7 separate regions of the Mus musculus genome follow, and regions 1, 2, 3, 4, 5 and 6 are each linked to region 7. Evidence: chromatin contacts called from public promoter capture Hi-C and targeted proximity ligation data. All regions are on one chromosome and are shown on one strand. The core of a region is the stretch at or near the end of the contact, and the rest is flanking DNA. Distances in the headings are between cores, read along the strand shown.

Region 1 (2,700 bases), core at 161-2,660, 890 kb before region 7:
AGGTCAACAGTGAGGCCCACCCCAGACTCAGGAAGGAGACCTCCCCGGGTCACATGGACACAAAGTATAGTTCTATGATGAGATATACTGGCCTCCAGGCCTGAGTCCAAACAGCAGAACCCCAGCCTTTGTTCCCAATGAAGACAGCCCAGGCCTCTGCTTCCCTGAGGACAAGTTTCTTCAGTCTCCATTGAGATGGAAGAAATCAGAGAAAGAGTTTTGGGACCCATGCTCTCCCAGTCTGCCATTCTTCGTGTACGTACAATGTAAAGGCTTGAAGCTCATGGCCTGACTTGGTCACCAGACTCAGCCACTTACTCAGTGGCCTTGAGCAACTCATTTCAATACCTGTCAGCCTCAGTTTTTCCCATCTGAGAAGTGGGGGTTATGATGGCATTTACCTCCTCAGCACACCTGGTCAGGACCTCACCCGTATCAAGGCCTTTCACATACTTCCAAAGTGGGCTGGTGACACACATAGTACTGGAGGAGTGCCTCCAGTCAGACCTTCAGTCAAGAAGCCTTACTGACTGTGTCTCAGGACACCTATGTCCTTCTGTAGGCGCTCTCTGCCTGTAGAGGCCTGGATTAAAGCTTGTGATAGCTCCAGAGACGGTCTCAAACATGTAGCGCCTTCTATCTGTGGGTACACTAAATGCCACTTCACGTAGTATTCAAATATAACAACATTTCATAACCCTGGTTTGTCAATAACCTTTCAGTCTATCAAAAACCTTGACAACAGTTGAAACTGGGTGTGGAGGGGCACATTTGTAATGTCTGCCCTCCACTTGAGAAGTGAAAGCAGGTTATTCTAAGCTACATAAGGAGTTCAAGGCCAACCTGCACAACAAGAGACCCTATCTACAAAAGCCAGGTGTGATGGTGGCACAGTCCAACACTTGAGAGGTGACGGAAGGATCAGGAGTTCAAGGGCAGCCTCAACTAGATACCTGAGACCCTGTCTCAACCAACCTCCCTCCACAAACCACAAGCAAAGCAAACTCAACTAAAGAAACTTCTCACCCCACTTGAGAGGAGCGGTCTTAAGTCAGGACTGCAGACTTGGGTGACAGTTGGAATGATTCTCTCCAGGTAAATAATGATGATGATAATAATAACCCATATTTATAATTCACTTCCCAGCTTTCAGACACTCTCCCCGTTCTTCTTTCTAAGTCTTGGCGCGAGGCCAGGCGGCCACAGGATTTTGTTTCGCCCTGTGTTGGGAACCTTGGCTAGTCTGAACGGGGCGGGGCGCAGTTGCAAGCCCCAACTTCGGCAAGGTGCGTCAGGGGGAATCCTCGGTGCACCTGGGCGCGGCAAGGAAATTGCACCATGTATGGGCAGCTGCGTCAGAGGGGGGCGTGGCCGCCGCGGATGCTAGGGGACGCCAAGTCGGTCGCTTTCTGTCTGTAGAGGCGGCTTGCCACCCGAGCAGAGGGTCGTGAAGTTCCGAGCGGACCGGTCCACAGAGGTTCATCTGGAGAGGTGGGTCCCCTGCGAGGTGAAAGGCGCCGCTGAGACACGCCCCCACCCCCCGTGGTGCAAGTGGTTCAGCCCAAGAACTTTTCATTCATAAAAAAGACCAGACTCCGAGAGGCGCGAGTGAGTCAGAACCGCAGCCGCCAACGCGGACCCTACCGAACATCCAGCCCAGGGCATGTACCGAGACTACGGGGAACCGGGACCGAGCTCCGGGGCTGGCAGCCCGTACGGTCGCCCCGCGCAGCCCCCGCAAGCTCAGGCACAGACCGCCCAGCAGCAGGTGAGACTGGCCGAATCGTCGGGGGGGGGGGGACCTGAGTTTGGACAGCATCAGGGATGCTGGGATTAGTCTAGTTTGCTCCGGGATTTGGACTGGGGCCCCGAGCAGCATCTGACTCTGGTGGTCGCGACCGAGGATCCTGCACGTTCTGTGTGGTCGGGGAACCTATGTACCCGGTGGCCAAGGGGACGAGCGCAGCGGGAAGCGCGAATATCTGCGAATTCCCCTTCTCGCTCGCCCGTATCTCCCTAGCTGACTGTCTTTCTGCCCCTCCGTCTCCGTTACGGTCTTACATTTCCTCCTATCTGCCCCTAATACGCTGTCCCTCTAAATACCTGCCCCATCCCTGCCTGGACAGGATCAGAGGTGTTCTCCATCTCCAGTTAATAACTGGGACCTGGGGTCTGGGCACATAGAGACGGGGTCCATCAGAACTCAGCCGGGACAGAGAATTCTTAGCAGCCTGTCCGAGGCTGTCCGTGTGTTGCTCTGGTTGTCCGTGTCCCTTTATCCGGTCAAGTCCTCATCTCTTTGTGCGCAGTATAGAGCCCATGGGCCCCAGGCAGTGGTTCCGAGGGGTTCCTGGAGACCACGAAGTGTTGGGATGTGCGCGGGGTCACCTGCCCGGCCACACTCGCGCTCCACATTCTCGGCACCCGACGTCTCTCACTGCTGGATAGGGGCACTTGAGAGGTTGCAGGTGTCCATTTCCTGTCGAGGGGCCGCGAGCACGTGTCGCCAGGGGAGGGAAGGAGCTGCGTCCGTTTCGCCGAGTCACAGCGGGCCGAGTCACTGAGGCTGAGTCACCCTGGGTGCCCCTCCCTTCCTGGCCCCAAACGGCCCCTAAGGACCGACGACCTGGGAGCGAGAGATGCCCCTGGCAGTGCTTCTAGCCCAGAACGGGGGTCACTGAGATGCTGGGTCCCCCAGTA
Region 2 (2,700 bases), core at 20-2,519, 860 kb before region 7:
TAGTAATTTCCAGCGACAAACCCTGTCTTAAAACATAAGGTGAATAGGTACACACGAATATACCACATACATTACCACTCAGACAGTTAAATGAAATGAAGCAGATTTTTTTTTTTAAACGTCAAGGCAGAGCGGAGCATGGTAGTGTACACCTTTCATCCCAGAGCCTAGGAGGCAGAAACAGGCGGATCTTTGTGAGTTCGAGGCCTCATCTACTTAGTGAGTTCCAGAACAGTCAGAGTTACACAATGTGAGACCCTGTCTCAAAATGACAAAACAAAAACAAACAAACAAACAAGATGGAAAGAGGTTGGGTAAGGGAAAGTTAAGGAAGACCTGGTTATTGCCGCTAGCGGTCTGGGCCAGGCACGGGAACCCTGGACACGCAACCCTTTCCCGTCTAGGCCCGCCTTGAGACGTGGGCAACGCGAAGTCCCGCCCATTCACCCCTTCCTGGGCGCTGGAGGCACCCAGACTCCGCCTCCAAGGCATGATCTCCGCTGGGGGCGGAGGCGGAAACTGGGTGGGGGACTTGGATGGGAAGAGGCTCGGGAAAGGGCTGGCACTGGGCCCTAGTGTCCTCCGCGCCCAAGTTCAAGCTTGCCCGCCTTCCCAGGGGCTTCCATTCATTTCGAGCCAAGAATACTGCTGCCCTCTCCCCCATACTACTGTAGTTTTGCGCTGGCACGGCTTGGGGAAGCAGTACCCCAAGTAAAGAGACCACCTGGAGGCCGTGGATGTGGATGCAGAGGGAATTGGACAATTAATTTGGACAATTAATTAAGTTGGACGAGGGTCTGGAAACCTTGGATGAAGTTTTAGGATCATCTAAGTGATGATGGTTTAACACTGGATAAAATTCTGAAAGGAGTAGAATTTGAAGCTCTGAGGATTAAATGCCTAGTAGGTTCTGGGAGGCGCAGAATCGGGTTACACGGAGGTGCGAATGCACAGCATGGGATTCCGGAGGCACAGGTTAGATAGGGTCTAGGTGGGCAGAATAACATTTTGAGTGAAGGCCCGGGGTCCTTAGGTGAGTTTGGGGGCCAAGCATCAAGGTCAGTGGCCTAAGGATCCAAACTTTGGGAAACTCTGGCTGGGCGTCCGCAGGCGACTCCAGGCAGCGCCGCGGGGGACCGGGTGGGGGCCTGTGGCCGGCCGGGGCGGAGAAGCCGGGGGGTCGGGGTCCCTCCCCCTGGCGCGGGCTCAGGAATCCGCCGAAGGGCGGGCGGAGGCGCCGGGGTGGGCCGCGGCCGGCGGGCGGGCGGGGGGCGCTTCCTGGGGCCGCGCGTCCAGTGAGCTGCGCGGTCCGTCCGTCCGTCCGCCCGCCCGCAGGCACTGCTGGAGTCGACGCGTGAGTGGCCTCCAGCGGAGGGAGGGCGCGGGCCGTTTGGCGGCCGAGTCGGTGCTGCGCGGAGCGGGGAGGCCTGCGCTTCACGACTCGCGGGGCGGGGGCGGGGCGGTCCGGGATTGCGGGCCTGGGCCATAGGCCTGCGAAAGGATTCTGTCCCCAGCCCTGGAAGGTTCCAGCCTCAGCACAGTCCTGAGACGAGACAGCTGGGACCCAGGCTCCCCTTCCAGATAGAGGGAATGGGGGGTGCTGTGGCAGAAACCCCTGACTTCTGCCCACCACCTCCCAGCCTCAGGATGCTCCCTTTTGCCTCCTGCCTCCCCGGGTCTTTGCTGCTCTGGGCGTTTCTGCTGTTGCTCTTGGGAGCAGCGTCCCCACAGGATCCCGAGGAGCCGGACAGCTACACGGTGGGGACCGTGGGGTCACCAGCTTGGGATGGGATGGGAAGGACAGTGAGATCAGGATCCTGGGGAGGCTGCTTCTGGGCAAGATTCTCCCCGGCTTGGTTGGTGGAAAGCTGGAGGCCATTGTGTGGAGCTGACCCGAGCATGACTCTGAACTCTGGCCCTGGTCTTGGCCTGGCTAGTTGGTGGAGACAGCCAGGGTGGTCACTGGCCACATCGGGTTCCCTTCCAGGAATGCACAGATGGCTATGAGTGGGATGCAGACAGCCAGCACTGCCGGGGTGAGTCTCTGTCTGGGGTACTAGCCATCTTCAGGAACTGGGAAGGGGGTTGTTGTTTCCCAGGGATACCTTACCTCCCAGAGCTGCTGCAGGAACTTGATGGCCCTTTTCCCTGTCCAGCTTGGTAGCCAGCCATGCTTCCCTTGTGCCACTCAGTTAGGAGCCCTGCCCCTTCAAGAAGCTGGACAAACGGCCTCTATCCTGCAGGAGGGAAGGGAGCACCTGGCTATTGCCCAGAGAGAAGGAAATACGCACACCTTCCCTGGACTGCACTGTACCTGCCTAGCCCAGCTCTTTATCCCAATGCAGCCTGGGAGAGCCGTGCATGCCCCGTGGGTCGGCAGGCCCGCAAAATTTCTCTTGGGCAAAGGTAGAGGCAGGGATTTGAGGAGGCAGGAGAATGGAGATACCAGTGTGAAACAGGGGGCCCCACTCCCAGTCCTGCCAATCCCTGGCAGGGCTTCTGGGTCAGCAGCCTTAGTTTGCCTAGCAGAGAGAAAGTCTTGCTCTGTTGCTCAGCTTAGAGAAGGCCAAGTTGGGCATCTGCCTCCCACTACCTCCAGGGCCAGCCCAGGTGACTGGCTGTGCCCAGCAGGCCCCTCTCTGCAGATGTCAACGAGTGCCTGACCATCCCGGAGGCTTGCAAGGGTGAGATGAAATGCAT
Region 3 (2,700 bases), core at 179-2,678, 710 kb after region 7:
ACTCTGAGACAGAATCTCAATGAATCTGGAGCTCACAGACAGGCCTGAGATGCTCGGGTCTCCCCTCCCCTCACCGATTTAGTGGGTAAAGGCAATCGGAACCCAGGCCTTCATCCTTAGACATCAAACGCTGAACCAACTGAGCCATCTCTAAGCCCAACGCTCAAATTTGTCATCTTACTGTAAGTTTGCAGTCCACAGGAACACTTGCACACTTGTATAATGGCTGGCAGGATTTTTCCCCACTGAGGAGGGTGGGGAGGATGGACGGGGTAGACCATAGCTCTAAATTCAGGCCCTGTGTTTGATCCCTAGTGCCACACAATGAATGAATGAATGATAATGAAAAACAACCTCTTTTTGTTGTAACAGAGCAAGGTGTTACTCATACCAAAAAAGCGTCTCTCTTGTCCGTACTGCAGTTACAGTTTAATTACTCCAAGGGTACAGAAAGTTGATTAACCTCTCCATTTAGTCTTATTAACAAGGTGAGAGGCCCCACGGTCCCTCACAGTGACTATTCCAGAACAAAAGGTTTTACTTTATACATCACAGTAAAAGTAGTAGTAAGCTGTGCTCTTTTTGTATGTGTGTGTTTGGATGAATCACAACGGTTCAATGACAGCTTCCAAGGTAACAAAACCTCTCCAGGCCTCAGATGCAGGCCACTGTAGCCTGAGCTAAATCACCAAGGTAAGGACGGCAGGTTTCCCTCTGTGCCCCAGATCAGATGCTGAGCGGTAGAGACAGGGACTTCTAGCTCCTCACTATCGGCTCACAACTGTCTAAAACCACTAAATCCTGTGTAATCGGGAACGGAATTTCCAAGGGTCGGATACTCAGTCACCCCACAGTCACTACGAAAAGTGGGGGGAGGGGCGACATATGTATGCCTCAGGGAGCCCTGGTGACACTGTCCGCGCCCGCCTTCTCTGCAGTCGCGCGGGTCCTTTTCCCGGGCGCACACAGATGCCGTGTACCCCGAAGGCTGCTGGGGTGATCGGTCACCGGATCCCTCCAAGTTCGCAGCGGCCGACAGGGGCCTCTCCGCGCTGAGGAGGCCCGGCCCCCAGAAGCTTCGGGGCCCGGCCGCGGCCAGGCCTGTTCCCGCTCCACTCGGCGGGTCGCGGGGGCGACGGGCGCTCGCCATTCTCCCCTCACACGCCCGACCGCGGCTCTCACGCCCGCGCCTCGGCCGCCCGACCCGGCCCCCCAACCACTCGCTTCTCCCCGCCAACAGGCCTGCGCTGCCCCGGGGCCCCGGCCGCCCCTCCCCCTTCACCTGCTCCATAGCCTGGCCCGGAACCCCGTTGAATCGAATTCGTCCGCTCCGCGTTCCCAACCGCACGCGCCGCCTTCTGGAACCTACTAGAAGCTGCCGGGACCCCCAGGTTACCGCCCCTTCCTCGCCTGCTCACTGGTTGAACACGTCCAGGAGGCTCTGCTCGCCCCTTTTATAGGCTTAAAGTTCAGTCAATCATCGTGACTTCTCTTTCATTGGTTTTTTACGGGTCTTCTCTTCAGCCCTGCCTCCTCTGCACCTCCGGATTGGACACTCCGCGGCAAGTCCCGCCTATTTCAGGGCTAGGCTAACTGAGGGAGGAGCGGGTCTTGACGACACGGATTGGTTGGTTAGTCCGTCAATTGTAGCTGGCCTGGCCGCACCCATTGGTCCTGTTCTTTCTGGAAATTTCCACAACTCTCATTGGGCTGAAGGACTCCTAGACGGAACCGCCTTTCAGAGGAAACATTCAATTGGGTGGATGGGTGGGGAAAAAAAAAAATTTGGCCATTCCTGGCGCTGATTGGTTTATGCCGCTGCCCTGTAAGGGGGTGCTCGGCTGGCTGGTGGTTCGTGGGGAGTCGAGCATCTGGCCCGGTGTCGCCTAGGCTTTAACTACAGCGTTACAAGCTGTTTTCCCTGAGTCTGAGACTGTTGGCCCGCGCTTCCTCGCATCCTGACTATTAGGCCCGGAATGTACCCAAAATATTGCGGGCTATGACGGGCCTGCGTTGAATGTTCCCAAAATGCTGCGGGCCACGACAGGCCTCCGCTTTTCCGGCAGTGTCCTGGCGGACCGGCTGCTTGGCCCTTACTCTCTGAACTCAGCTGCAAGCTTTGGTCACCATGGCCTGCCAGCAGAAATGCTACTTGGGTTGCAGGCTTAGCGTGTAGCTTATGGAACGACAGAGACTGATGATCAGGGGTCTGGACAGGATTTGTATAAGGAACGTGGGCTGTGCGGTGCCATGTCTGTGCCAGTAGCACCAATGCATACCCTCTCCATCCGGTTACCCCTTATCTGTTCACTTATGCCTACCTAGTTCTTTCTCCTGCCTCACTTAAGATCGGAGGAAATGAGCGGTGGTGGCATACAGCACGCAGGAAGCAGAGGCAGGTGTATCTCTTAAGCTAGCCTGATCTACATAGTGAGGTCCAGGACAGCCAGAGCTATCCATACCAGAACTATATAGTGAGACCCTGTCTCAAGAGAGAGGGAGAGGGAAGAGGCAGAGTGCTGAAATTACAGGTGTGAGCCAAATGTGGCAAGAGTACTTTTTGGGTGACTGGAGATAGAAACAAAGGTCTTGTCTGTGCTACACAAGCCCTCTACCCATGAGCCTCCAACCTTCTGTTTGACAAAAAGAAAATACAAAGGTTAGGTTTTTTGGTTGTTTTTTTTTTTTTTTTTTTTTTTT
Region 4 (2,700 bases), core at 73-2,572, 610 kb after region 7:
TAGGACAGCGGCCGCTGCGGGGGCGCCCAACGCCCCGCTCTCCCCCTCCCCAAGCTTGGTTCCTCTTTCCCCTCCAATAATCCGGATTGGGAGGCTTCTTCCTCTGTCCTCAAGATTCCAGACGTGTTCCCCCACCGCGTCCACCCTCAGCCCCGGTGAATAAGAGGAAGTCGATGTCAGGTCTCAGGCCGCTGCGGGGTAAGCGGGATCCGGTCGCCGGGACACCGGGCTCCAGCTCCCCGGCTCCCTCTGCTCCGCCCCACTCCTGCGCCTGCGCGGACGTCCGTTCGCTACGTAAACTGCGTAGCGACCGGCAGGGACTCCGAAGCCATGCGCCGCGCCCGGCGTGCATCTCTTCGAGAATCGCCGCAAGGTGCGCTGCCGGCGGGTGTCCCGGGTTACGGATGGCGGCGGGCGGCCGAGAGTAGAGCAGGCCGCACGCAGCAAGCACCTGGGCTACCAGTGCCATGGACCGCCAGCTCTTAATGTTTGGGGACTACCATTTCCCACGCTTAGATTCCCAAATCCACATCGCGTTCGGCGTGCCCATATGGGGGGCGGCAACGACTTCCCCGCACAGGGTCACTGAAGGAAACTTCCGCCCACAACCAAGATGGTACCCGGACCCCGCCCCCTAGCTTCTGTCTGCAGGCCCCGCGCTCCGGCCCGGGGCAGCGTACGCACACCTATCCTGGCAGCAGAGGCCCCTGGAGCCCCACGGCTCGCCTTCCTGGGCGCCCCGTCCCTTCTTCCGCACCCGGGCGGCCATCCTGCCGTAAAGGAGCTCCCGAAATGGCGCGGGGGGTTGTCCCCAAGACGGGCAGTGCAAGGCCTCCACGATCGGGAAGAAGGAGCTGGTCTTCCCATCCCGGTCACTCGGTCCAGGGGGAGCAATAACCATCGCAACGACCATTGCATCCGACGGCCGAGCTTCAGTGAACGGCTCTATAAGTAATCACTAAGCTGTTTACAGAGTTTTCACCAGCTCCCCAGGGAGGTGTCATTAACCCCATTTTACAGGAGGGAATTCGGGCCCAGAAGGGCTGGAGGACTTATCAGCCGAAGCAGGCCTCCAGGATCCAAATGGGAACCCCAAAGCAGCCCTCGCTGGCTCCTGCACACGCCCTAGGCTTGAGGAAGTCCGATCCCGGAATCCGGAGCCTGGGGAGCGACGCGGGAGGAAGGCGGTGGAGACCAGCAGGTCGGCGCAGGGGTGGGACCTGGCTTGGGGTGGCCCCGCCTCCAGGCCGACCCGGGATTTACTTCGAAAACTGATTGGGTCAGATCTGTGACAGTTCTCGTCGCCCAGGAAACTAGGGCCGGGCGCCCTTAGAACTGGAGGGAGGAGGCAGGCCCGGGTCAGGGGCCTCGAGATCGGGCTTGGGGTGAGACCTATTCCCGGTCCTAACGGGCAGGGGGAGCGCACTAGTGTCTGGACAGAGCTCTGAAGAGAGATTTAATATTCGGGCGACAGCCAGGCAGACTGAGCAGACAAATGAGGGATTGGGAAGATTTGGGGAGTTGAGCTACCGTGGTGGGAGAGGGAGACAGGAGTACCTCTCCTCTGCTTCTCATAAACACTGTTTGCCTAGCTGTGTAGTGAGTACTTCTTACCTTGTCTCTACAGCCCAGAGTATGTTCCAGATCCCAGAGTTTGAGCCGAGTGAGCAGGAAGACGCTAGTGCTACAGATAGGGGCCTGGGCCCTAGCCTCACTGAGGACCAGCCAGGTCCCTACCTGGCCCCAGGTCTCCTGGGGAGCAACATTCATCAGCAGGGACGGGCAGCCACCAACAGTCATCATGGAGGTAGGTTCCTCACTACCATTATCTGCCTGTCCCATGCCCCCTGACTCTCAGGTGCCCCTTACGTTGCTGTTGCAGCCATACTTCCTAAAGATTCTTGGGAAGCCCCAGATAGCTCCTTTCATCAGATTGCTTCTTCTACAAACCATCACTGGGCTAATTCACAGAGATGTATGGTATGCCCTTAATGATTAAGCTGACTCACTGAATGCTGAAAACAGACCCCCTTATTATGTCCCCAAGATCAGTGGGAGGTAAGCAGAGCCCCAAAGAAGTGACTTTTCTCTTTATTTATTTATTTATTCATTTATTTATTGTATGTGAGTACACTGTAGCTGTCTTCAGAAGAGGGCATCAGATCCCATTACAGATGGTTGTGAGCCACCATGTGGTTGCTGGGAATTGAACTCAGTACCTCTGGAAGAGGAGTCAGTGCTCTTAACCACTGAGCCATCTCTCCAGCCCAAGAAGTGGCCAGTAGGTCCGTTCGTTCGTTCGTTCTTTCTTTCTTTCTTTCTTTCTTTCTTTTTTTAAAATGATTATTTTTTGGTTTTTCAAGACAGGGTTTCTCTGTGTAGCTCTGGCTATCTTGGAACTCACTCCTACAGAAAAACCAATAAATAAATAATAATAATAAAAACTAATAAAAAAGGAAGAAGAAAGCTGAAGGTTAAAAGAAGGGATGGGGGAGGGGACTGGAAAAATGGCTCAGTGGTTCAGAGCATTTACTACCAGGCTGGCCTTGAACTCAGAAATCCTCATGTCTCTGCCTCCCAAGTGCTGGGATCAAAGGCGTGCACCACCGCCGCCCAGCTCAGTAGGTTCTTTCTTACTCTATGGCTCGCCTTCAGCCCGACTATTCTTGCCCAGATGGGACAGGCAGGTGACCCTAAGTG
Region 5 (2,700 bases), core at 18-2,517, 770 kb before region 7:
CCTCATTTCCCCTGCTTTCTTAAAAGCCTGGGTGGAGCCAGGGAACCTGCAGATCAAGGGTCAAAGTCGGTTGGTTAATTACCGCCTCCCCCTCCCCCCTTGGAGGCGCAGGGCAGTAGGCTCCTGCCCCACCCCCCAAGATAGGGGAGGGGAGTTTTGTATTGGGAGAGAGGGGGCAGAAGTTTTCTAGGGTCTCAGAGGAAGATGCAGCTGGAAGAAGAGACAATTCTAGCAACTCAATTCTAAGTTGACGTGCAGGCTGTCAAGGCGTCCTCCCTAAATAAACTAGGTACACTGGCTTCCTGGAGTACCTTACGGCTCTAAGAACCATCTTTTGCTTAGTGTCCTCCACGAGCTGAACCGAGGTGGGACTGTCTCAAAGGCAAGCAAGGTACATTGGGTTTATTTCCCAGCAGCTCCTGGACCGTCAGGCAGGAGTCCAGGGAAATTCGGTGGTCCTGAATCTGGACCCTCATTTCAATACCACCAAAGTTATGGGGCCAAGTTTTCTCTTACAATGTAGCCCAAGTTTCAGCGGAAACTCCAGCTCTGCTCCTTTCCATTCCCTGGCCCTCCCCTCCAAAGTGGCATCGCTCCAGTGCTCCTCTCCTGCCTCATGAAAGCCCGGGTTTTCTGGATTTACGACACGAGAGCCGGAGGTCGCCTGAGCGGTGACACACCCCACTGCGTCCCCTGTAGCGCGGCGCGGGCAGGAGATCCCGGGCCTGAGAGCGGCAAAGCCTCGGTTTGGAGTCCCCTTCCCCCACCCACGCTCCTTCAGCGCCGGGGGTCGAATCGCGACGAGAATCTGCGTCCCCACGCTCGACTGACCGGCGCCGACCGCTGGTCCGTGCGCCCCGCCCTCCCGGCGCCGGGAGCCCGAGGCGCCTCACCTGGCACGTAGATCTCGCCGCGCTCTTCGTCCGGGAGCTCGCTCCAGTTCCTCTTGCACGTGGAGACGCATGGCTTCTTCACCAGGAACGCGCGAGGCATCTTCAGTTCCTCCTGGCCCGGCGCGGTTCGCTCTGGTAAGTCGAGTTCGTGTGGTCGTCCCACCTTTTCTTCCACCGGATCGGGGTTGAGGCGCGGGAATAGGGACAGTTCAAGGAAAGAGTCGCCGAGGCGTGTCCACGTTCTTAGGACAGAGTGTACCAGGGACCACGCGTGGCGTTTCCAACTACGCCGAAGGTCGCCGGTGTCCACAGAGAGGGTGCAGCCAGGTGCACCGGGATCGCAGAAGCGCTAAGCCAGCGTCCTTTAGCTCGACTGGCGTCCCCGCGGCTGCTCGCGAAGTCTTCAAGTGCGAGCTGGACGGACGGGTTCACGCTTTATTGGCTCGCGGCGGTGTGTGTTGGTGGCTCGGGCGGGGGTGGGGTAGGGGTGTTGATCTGATCTAATTAGCTTGGAGTGGCCGAGAGAGCGATGGCGCATGCGTTGGGAAATAACGGTGACAACCCACCTATTTGTTACCTGTCGAACCGGTTTCCATTCCGCTGCGGGTGAGGTGGCCTCGCGGCCCGGGCGGGGTGGCACGACGGGGGCAGGGTTAGGGGGCGTGCTCCGGTCCCCACACCCAGAAGCACCCGGCCCGCCCCGGACCTCCCCTGCCCAGCGTGCTCACGTTTGCAAACTAGAGTTTCGGAGGGAGCGGGCACGGAAAGGGAGGGGAGGGCAACGTTATTTGCACCGGCGCTCGCACGCTCTGTGGGCGATGACATAAAACTGGCCCAACAGGTCCGGGCCCAGCCTGGCGCGCCCGGGGCGCCGGGAGAGGCACAAAGCCGCGGAGCGGGAACCGGCGGTCCGGGCCCGAACCCAGCGGCCAGGGATCCCCAAGGCCAGGGTGAGCAATTCTTGGTTCAGCGGAGAGGTATTTGCTGGGCACCGGGTTCCTGCGGAAAGGCACGCGAGACGAGAGGTGCGCGTGGACCGGGAGGCTCGGATGCGCCTGTGAATCCAAAGCTGGAGCCTGCCTTCTGGTTTCGAGGGCGATTAAACTGCCCTGAGTCCAACCTAACCCAGGCCAGCACCTTGGCATATGGGCGGGTGTATTCGCCCAAACTCTCCTGGTCATAAACAGCCGGATTTCAGATTCTGAAAACCTGGAAGAGGCTCTGGGATAATGACTCCAGCTGAGTGAGATCTGACACAGTCCTCTTGCCTGTTGCAACCAGTGTCCTCCCTGGGTGGGAGATCAGCAAGCAGCTCCCCCTCCACCCTGCTGTACTCTTCAGCAGGCCTAGTTGGAGCTATGCCCCACCCCCATTGAACTGAGAGTGTTCCGTGGCCTTCGTGTGAGCCACACTATGACACTTTGGCCGTGCTGGGTTGCTTTTACTGGCTGACCTATTAAAGGCAGGGATGGAACCTGCAGTTAAAGGCTGCTAACATTTTTAGACTCCAGACTTCAGTACACCTGTCTCACATAGTGTTAAATGTTTGCCGGAACAGACTGTGAGGAAATTAGTCTGATAAATTAATTCACACAGTTCAAAAGTCAGGAGTCACAGGTGGATACGGTTCATGCTTGTGATCCCAGCTTGTGGGAAGCTGAGGTAGGGAAACTGAGTTAGAAACCAATCTATGTTTCATAGTGAAATCCTGTCTCAAGCAAAACAAAAGAACTAAAAGAAAGGCTGTCCATGTGAGTCACAAGGTACTTGCCAGTAAGTGGGGAGACCTGTGTCCAGCTCCCAGGAC
Region 6 (2,700 bases), core at 90-2,589, 950 kb before region 7:
TTAACATAAAAACAATCCTTTGTTTAAAAGATTAATGTCCTGTGGTGGATCACACTTCAGCAATGCTCTCTTTGCATAGATCCTATGGGCAGACTGTGGGTTCCTGCCACTGGCTACTATTTATGCTCCTCAACATGTTCCTCTGCCCACAACTGAACTACTGGAATTTAGCAGGTTCTATGCCTGACTCTCGTTCTCATTCCACATGTTCTAAGGCACTTCTTTGGTTTCCTGAATACACACCAGCCCAAAGTCACTCTATCTCACTTAAACTGTAAGGTTTCCCATATACACCAAACATAAAGTTCTCCCAAAACTGTGTCATTCTCCCCTGCCTCAAATCTGCTTCTCTTCTAAACTCAGTTCCAACAGATGACACCTCCATTCACCAGGCCAATCAGACCGAATTCCTATTCAATCTGTCCACTTCTCTCCGGCCCGCTGCATAGAGAAACATGCATACTATTAGCCCTCACCTGGTTGCTTGGACCTCCCTCCCGATCTCTTGATCTCTGGTCCTACGTTTGACAAGCTCTCAACCCACTGATCTTCATAAAATATCATGCAATTCAAGTCACTTGCTTACTCAAATCCTTGGCTCCCTACCATCCTCATAACAAAGCCCAAACTTCTCAACAGGGCTTACAGCGCTGGTTCAGACCCAAGCCTATCTTACTGCTTCATGTCTCCGCTATGAGCTATTGGTCGATTGTCTGTACACGCTCGTCCCACCTCATTCACCCACCCAATGCATTGCTGTGAAGTGCCAGGAAGACAGGGAAGGCAGGAAGACTCCTGTCTTCTTAAAGCTTAACGTGGAGACGTCAACGTTTAACCCCAAACACCCGGAGGACGTCTTTAACCCGAGAGGCAGATGGCCCTCGAGGTCCTCCCGTACCCTCCGTCCTGGGCATCCCAAGACCCTGCCCCGCCCCCGGGCCCCGCCCTCACCGGCCTCGTAGCCGTCATCGCGTTTCTCCCGCTTCACGCGCCGCTCCGAGGGCTCCGCTTGGCTTCGTTCGCGACCGTGCGCGCCGCTGCGGGCCTCGGCTTCCGCCCCACGCCGCCCGCTCCCGCGCTCACTCCCACGCTCCCGGCTCCGCTTCCGTCGTTCGCCGCCGCTGCTGCCGCCGCCGCTGCTCCGGTGCTTGTGTTTCTTATGCTCGCGATGCCGTGGCGGCTGCTCGGTCGTGCCCCCAGTCCCGGCCGCAGCCGTCGTCCCGGCCGCCTCCTTCTCGCCACGGTGCTTCTTTGACGACCCCATGATTATTGCGTCCGCCTGGAGCCGGGCCGCTACCCTAGCCCAGACGACGCGAAATGGGAACGCTTCCGGGTCGCGCGACCGCCCCGTTCCTGTTGCCGGAAACTAAGAGGGGCTGTTTCCGGGGCCTGCCTGGGAACCTCCAAAGGCTCACGGGAGGGACTGATTGAGGGTGCGCGGTCCCGCCTGCCAGCTACTGGTCTCTGCGCACGCGCACCTGTAGAGACTGCGCCGTCCACCCTCTCGCGCCATCTAAGATGGTAGTCGTAGAGCCGTAAGAACTTTAGCATGGTACTGGGTCATCATCTCCGGAGCTAGAAGTTTCCCCTGCCTCCTTCCCCTTCCACTCTGATCGCTTCGTGGTGCTCTGTGCCTCAAGTCTCTCTGTGGGCAGCCCCCTCTCCAGTGACTGTCCAAGCAAGCTCCCTAGTGCCGGGGCTCCATCCAGAGTTGGAAAATACTCTTTCTTTTAGCGAACGCTACCGTCATCCTATGTCCCCTAGACTGATGGATTGGACCGTTTTATTATTATTTTTTAGACAGGGGTTTTCTCTGTCCTGGAACTCACTCTGTAGACCAGGCTGGCCTCGAACTCAGAAATCCGCCTGCCTCTGCCTCCCAGGTGCTGGGATTAAAGGCGTGCGCCACCACCGCCCAGCTGGATTGGACCTTTTTAACTAGGCTTTGGAGTGCTCTTTGAATTTGTGCCTATAAACCTGGTGATACTGAGTGATGGTTTGTTTCTAGTTTTCTTTTTTTGTAAAGGTAGGTCTAGTACTTGTTACTTACCCCTGGCTGTCTTCAAACCCACCACAGTCCCTCTGTCAGCCTCTCGTGTGCATGGCCACTCCAGGCTTGAGTGCAAATTCGGCACATTTGTGCATGTATATGCTTTCCCTCCTTTTTTTGTTTTTCCCGTTCTGTCTAGCCTGTTAACTATGTAGCCCAGGCTGGGATTACATGCTTTTCTCGACTTTTCCTGGGTTTCTGTTTGTTTGATTGTTTGTTTAGTTTGGTTGCTTTGTTTTGGGTTGAGTAAAGGGTTAAGGGTTTAAGTTAAGGGTTCACACACTCCCATCTGATAGTCGTTGCTCCTCTCTGGACTTCCGGTGTAGCACCTCGCTGGTGTGGTTTGGTGTGGGGGATGGGCACCTTTGAAGGTCCACCCCGAGACTGAGCGCCTTCAGAGGCAGGGTCCTGTTCACTAAGATTTCTAGGTCCCCTGGCATGTTGGGGAAAGCATGGCAAAGTCTCAGCGGATTCCTTTCCGGTGCCCCACGCCTCAGTAGAGAGACGGCTTGTTGAGAATGAGGTGTAGCCTGGGTTTCCAGGGCGTGGGGGAAACAGCTCAACCTCTGCCACCCACTTCCGCTACCTATCTCCGACCCACAGCCAACTCCCCTCAGAAGTCTCACACTGTACTTGGCCATAAAGCGTTT
Region 7 (2,700 bases), core at 153-2,652:
AAGGAAGAGGTTCTGCTTGTATATGTGTGTGGTGTCTTTACACCTGTGTAAGGAGCTGCTCAGATGTGGAAAACAGAAAGATCACATATCCTTCTTTATGACTCTCTCTGTCTTCTTCCCTTTACACAGGCTCTCTCTCTGAACCTGCAGCTAGGTCGTTAGGCAGGAAGTCCCAAGACCCTCCTCCCTTTAACCCCCACACTGACCCCATTCCCCATCCATGCCCTATAATGCTAGGATTCCAAACGTATAAGTGAATTCTGGGTATTTGAACTCAGGTCCTCCTACTGGTACAACAAAAGGCTCTCAGCTGCTACATCATCTCCTCAGCTTCATCTATTGAGGTCTTGGTCTCAGACAAAAAGACTTCGTTTTGGAAACAGGGTCATTACAGACTTCGTGAATTAAGATGAGGTCATGAAGCCTTGTGGGAGGGGTGGTGCCATGTGGACTGGTGGTGAACATCTATAATCCCAGCATGGTGGAGGCTGAGGCAGGAATATTGTGAGTCTGTGGCCAGTCTGAACTAAAAAGCAAGATCCTGTCTAAGGTAAAACTGACCTTGAACTTCCTGATTTTTTTTTTCTTTTCTTTCCTTAATTTTATTTTACCTATGTGTGTGCATAAGGTGCCTGCTTGGAGCCTGCAGAGGACAGCAGAGAACATTGGACCTCCTAAAGTGGGGCTAAAGACCCAGTTGTGAGCAAACATGTACATACTGGGAACGCAGGGTCCTGAGCCAGAGCCGCCAGGGCTCTTAACTCTGAGTCATCTCTGAAGTCCACCCTGAGTTCCTTGCCTCTAATTTCAAGGACTGGTATTGGATCATAGACCAGTCTTGCCTTGAGCTCACCAAAATCCTTCTGCCTCCGCCGTACTGTGTTCAGCCTTGCATTCTTTTTAGGTGTGGATGTTTCGTCTGCCTTTTTATGTGTGTGCACCAAGTCAAGCTTGGTGGAGGTCAGAGAAAAGCATGGGTCCTCTGGAAGTGGAGTTACAGATGGTGAGCCACAATGTGGGTGTGGGGACCTAAACTTGATCCCAGGTCCTTTGCAAAAGCAACAAGTGCTCTGAACAGCTGAACCAGGTCTCCAGCCTCCTTGTAGTGTTTTAGAGCAACAGTTTCCCTCACATCTTAAACTGGCCATAATACACACTGCAGGGGCGCTACTGCGCCTGAGTTTAATCCTAGGACTACAATCTCCCAGAAGTCACGGAGGAACTTCTTCTGGCGTGATCCTAGATGACCAATCGTTGAGGAGCTCAGCTTACCCGCCCTGGAGCAGCAGGACTACTTCTTCCATAAGCCATTGCGGGTTTGGCTGTCATTTTCAGATTTAGAGAGGGCCGGGTGAGCAAGGACTCCCCATTTCCCAGCAGGCAGTGCGGCCATAGGAGGCGCGGGACTTCATTTCCCAGCAGGCTTCAGGCGGCGGGCGCCGCGGTGCCTTGTGTGGGATGTAAGCGCGGAGGTGGGCGCGGGGGACCGAAGCCGGGACTCTCCTTGGGACTTGTGGGAGGCTGGTTTGGGTTTGCCTTCTGGACAGGCTCCAGAGGGCCGGGTAGAGATTGTAGGGACTGGAGGGGCGGCCTTTGAGGGTCCCCAATAGGTCTTTGGGAGCAGCCTCATCGGGGCTGGGGGTCCCGGAATTGTAAGGAACTAGAAGGCCCTATATAGCCTTGGTTGAAGGGTCTCAGAAACCGAGCCGCCGCCCGTGAGCACAGGACGAAGCGGCTGGCGAAGCAGAATTGTGGCGGAGGGTAGAGCCTTAGCCGAGCCTGGGAGGGGGCTCTCTCGCCGAGCCCGACCCTCCCTCCCTCGGCTCGCCCGCAGGCCACCGCCCGCCGCCATGGGGCTGAAGGCCGCCCAGAAGACGCTGTTCCCTCTGCGCTCTATCGACGACGTGGTGCGCCTGTTTGCTGCAGAGCTGGGCCGAGAGGAGCCTGACCTGGTGCTCCTGTCCTTGGTCCTGGGCTTCGTGGAGCATTTCCTGGCTGTCAACCGTGTCATCCCCACCAACGTGCCGGAGCTCACCTTCCAGCCCAGCCCCGCACCCGACCCTCCTGGTGGCCTCACCTACTTCCCGGTGGCCGACCTATCCATCATTGCTGCCCTCTATGCCCGATTCACCGCTCAGATCCGCGGCGCTGTGGACCTCTCCCTCTATCCTCGAGAGGGAGGTGTTTCTAGTCGCGAACTGGTAAAAAAGGTCTCGGATGTCATATGGAACAGCCTCAGCCGCTCCTACTTCAAGGACCGGGCCCACATCCAGTCCCTCTTCAGCTTCATCACAGGTTGGAGTCAGACAGGTGGTCAGGAGAGCAAATGAGTGTTGTCTTACCTCTTCTCATGTCTGAACAATATGGCTTATAGCCCTTTTGAGACTTGTAAACCTTGTGTGGTGGGGCAGGTATTATTTCTCCTTCGCAGTTGTGGAAAGAGAATTCTGAAGAGGGGAATGTCAGAATGACAGGGCTGAGACTGGAACCTGGTCATTTGGTGCCAGCTTTTACTCCCCAGTCTTTCAACAGTCCCAGCCCTGCCATTGAATAGCCAGAGGGATCTGGCAGCCCAACATATGGGGAAAGAAGGTGGTAGCAGACTGGGGAGGTAGGACAAATGGGTGGGTACATTTGAGACAATTAAGATTATACCTTTGAAAATATTTTGAAAGGAAGCACGGGCTTGACTAAGGACAA

What was found. Promoter capture Hi-C pulls out the DNA fragments that hold promoters and counts their contacts. Capture Hi-C pulls out chosen DNA fragments and counts their contacts.
Region 1: a contact with region 7 is called in a targeted proximity ligation map of pancreatic cancer cells. A contact is called at or near these places in 3 of 39 promoter capture datasets (embryonic stem cells and liver), 2 of 130 datasets of targeted methods (large pre-B cells and pancreatic cancer cells) and 1 of 9 other capture datasets (adipose tissue).
Region 2: a promoter capture Hi-C map of pre-B cells shows a contact between it and region 7, with 3 times the contacts expected there. A contact is called at or near these places in 10 of 39 promoter capture datasets (the C10 cell line, the SN4741 cell line, embryonic stem cells and 5 more), 4 of 130 datasets of targeted methods (astrocytes, bone marrow-derived macrophages, large pre-B cells and 1 more) and 1 of 9 other capture datasets (adipose tissue).
Region 3: a promoter capture Hi-C map of pre-B cells shows a contact between it and region 7, with 2.3 times the contacts expected there. A contact is called at or near these places in 2 of 39 promoter capture datasets (pre-B cells and second pharyngeal arch cranial neural crest) and 4 of 130 datasets of targeted methods (bone marrow-derived macrophages, large pre-B cells, pancreatic cancer cells and 1 more).
Region 4: a targeted proximity ligation map of pancreatic cancer cells shows a contact between it and region 7. A contact is called at or near these places in 5 of 39 promoter capture datasets (cranial neural crest, embryonic stem cells, hippocampal neurons and 1 more), 8 of 130 datasets of targeted methods (astrocytes, bone marrow-derived macrophages, embryonic forebrain and 5 more) and 2 of 9 other capture datasets (liver and pancreatic islet).
Region 5: a contact with region 7 is called in a promoter capture Hi-C map of liver, with 2.1 times the contacts expected there. A contact is called at or near these places in 2 of 130 datasets of targeted methods (kidney and pancreatic cancer cells) and 1 of 9 other capture datasets (liver).
Region 6: a promoter capture Hi-C map of pre-B cells shows a contact between it and region 7, with 4 times the contacts expected there. A contact is called at or near these places in 3 of 39 promoter capture datasets (liver, neutrophils and pre-B cells), 5 of 130 datasets of targeted methods (acute myeloid leukemia, astrocytes, double positive thymocytes and 2 more) and 1 of 9 other capture datasets (liver).

Annotation. Positions count from the first base shown.
Region 1 is chr19:5,446,288-5,448,987 of GRCm38.p6, forward strand. Fosl1 (fos-like antigen 1) reads left to right here and starts at 1,411. Exons shown (of 4, transcript NM_010235.2): 1 at 1,411-1,768. The coding sequence starts at 1,664.
Region 2 is chr19:5,473,421-5,476,120 of GRCm38.p6, forward strand. It overlaps Efemp2 (epidermal growth factor-containing fibulin-like extracellular matrix protein 2), which reads left to right and starts at 1,270. Exons shown (of 11, transcript NM_021474.3): 1 at 1,270-1,354; 2 at 1,641-1,758; 3 at 1,988-2,036; 4 at 2,646-2,700. The coding sequence starts at 1,648.
Region 3 is chr19:7,038,598-7,041,297 of GRCm38.p6, forward strand. Stip1 (stress-induced phosphoprotein 1) reads right to left here and starts at 1,429. Exons shown (of 14, transcript NM_016737.2): 1 at 1,283-1,429. The coding sequence starts at 1,291.
Region 4 is chr19:6,941,240-6,943,939 of GRCm38.p6, forward strand. Bad (BCL2-associated agonist of cell death) reads left to right here and starts at 1,323. Exons shown (of 4, transcript NM_001285453.1): 1 at 1,323-1,385; 2 at 1,628-1,807. The coding sequence starts at 1,636. It also overlaps a transcript of Gpr137 not described here.
Region 5 is chr19:5,559,308-5,562,007 of GRCm38.p6, forward strand. Ovol1 (ovo like zinc finger 1) reads right to left here and starts at 1,268. Exons shown (of 4, transcript NM_019935.3): 1 at 894-1,268. The coding sequence starts at 993. It also overlaps a transcript of Ap5b1 not described here.
Region 6 is chr19:5,387,364-5,390,063 of GRCm38.p6, forward strand. It overlaps Sart1 (squamous cell carcinoma antigen recognized by T cells 1), which reads right to left and starts at 1,340. Exons shown (of 20, transcript NM_016882.3): 1 at 952-1,340. The coding sequence starts at 1,264. D330050I16Rik (RIKEN cDNA D330050I16 gene) reads left to right here and starts at 973. Exons shown (of 1, transcript NR_033224.1): 1 at 973-2,700. Tsga10ip (testis specific 10 interacting protein) reads right to left here. Exons shown (of 8, transcript NM_001373978.1): 8 at 2,684-2,700. The coding sequence ends at 2,699.
Region 7 is chr19:6,333,611-6,336,310 of GRCm38.p6, forward strand. It overlaps Men1 (multiple endocrine neoplasia 1), which reads left to right and starts at 1,403. Exons shown (of 10, transcript NM_001168489.1): 1 at 1,403-1,472; 2 at 1,835-2,295. The coding sequence starts at 1,851.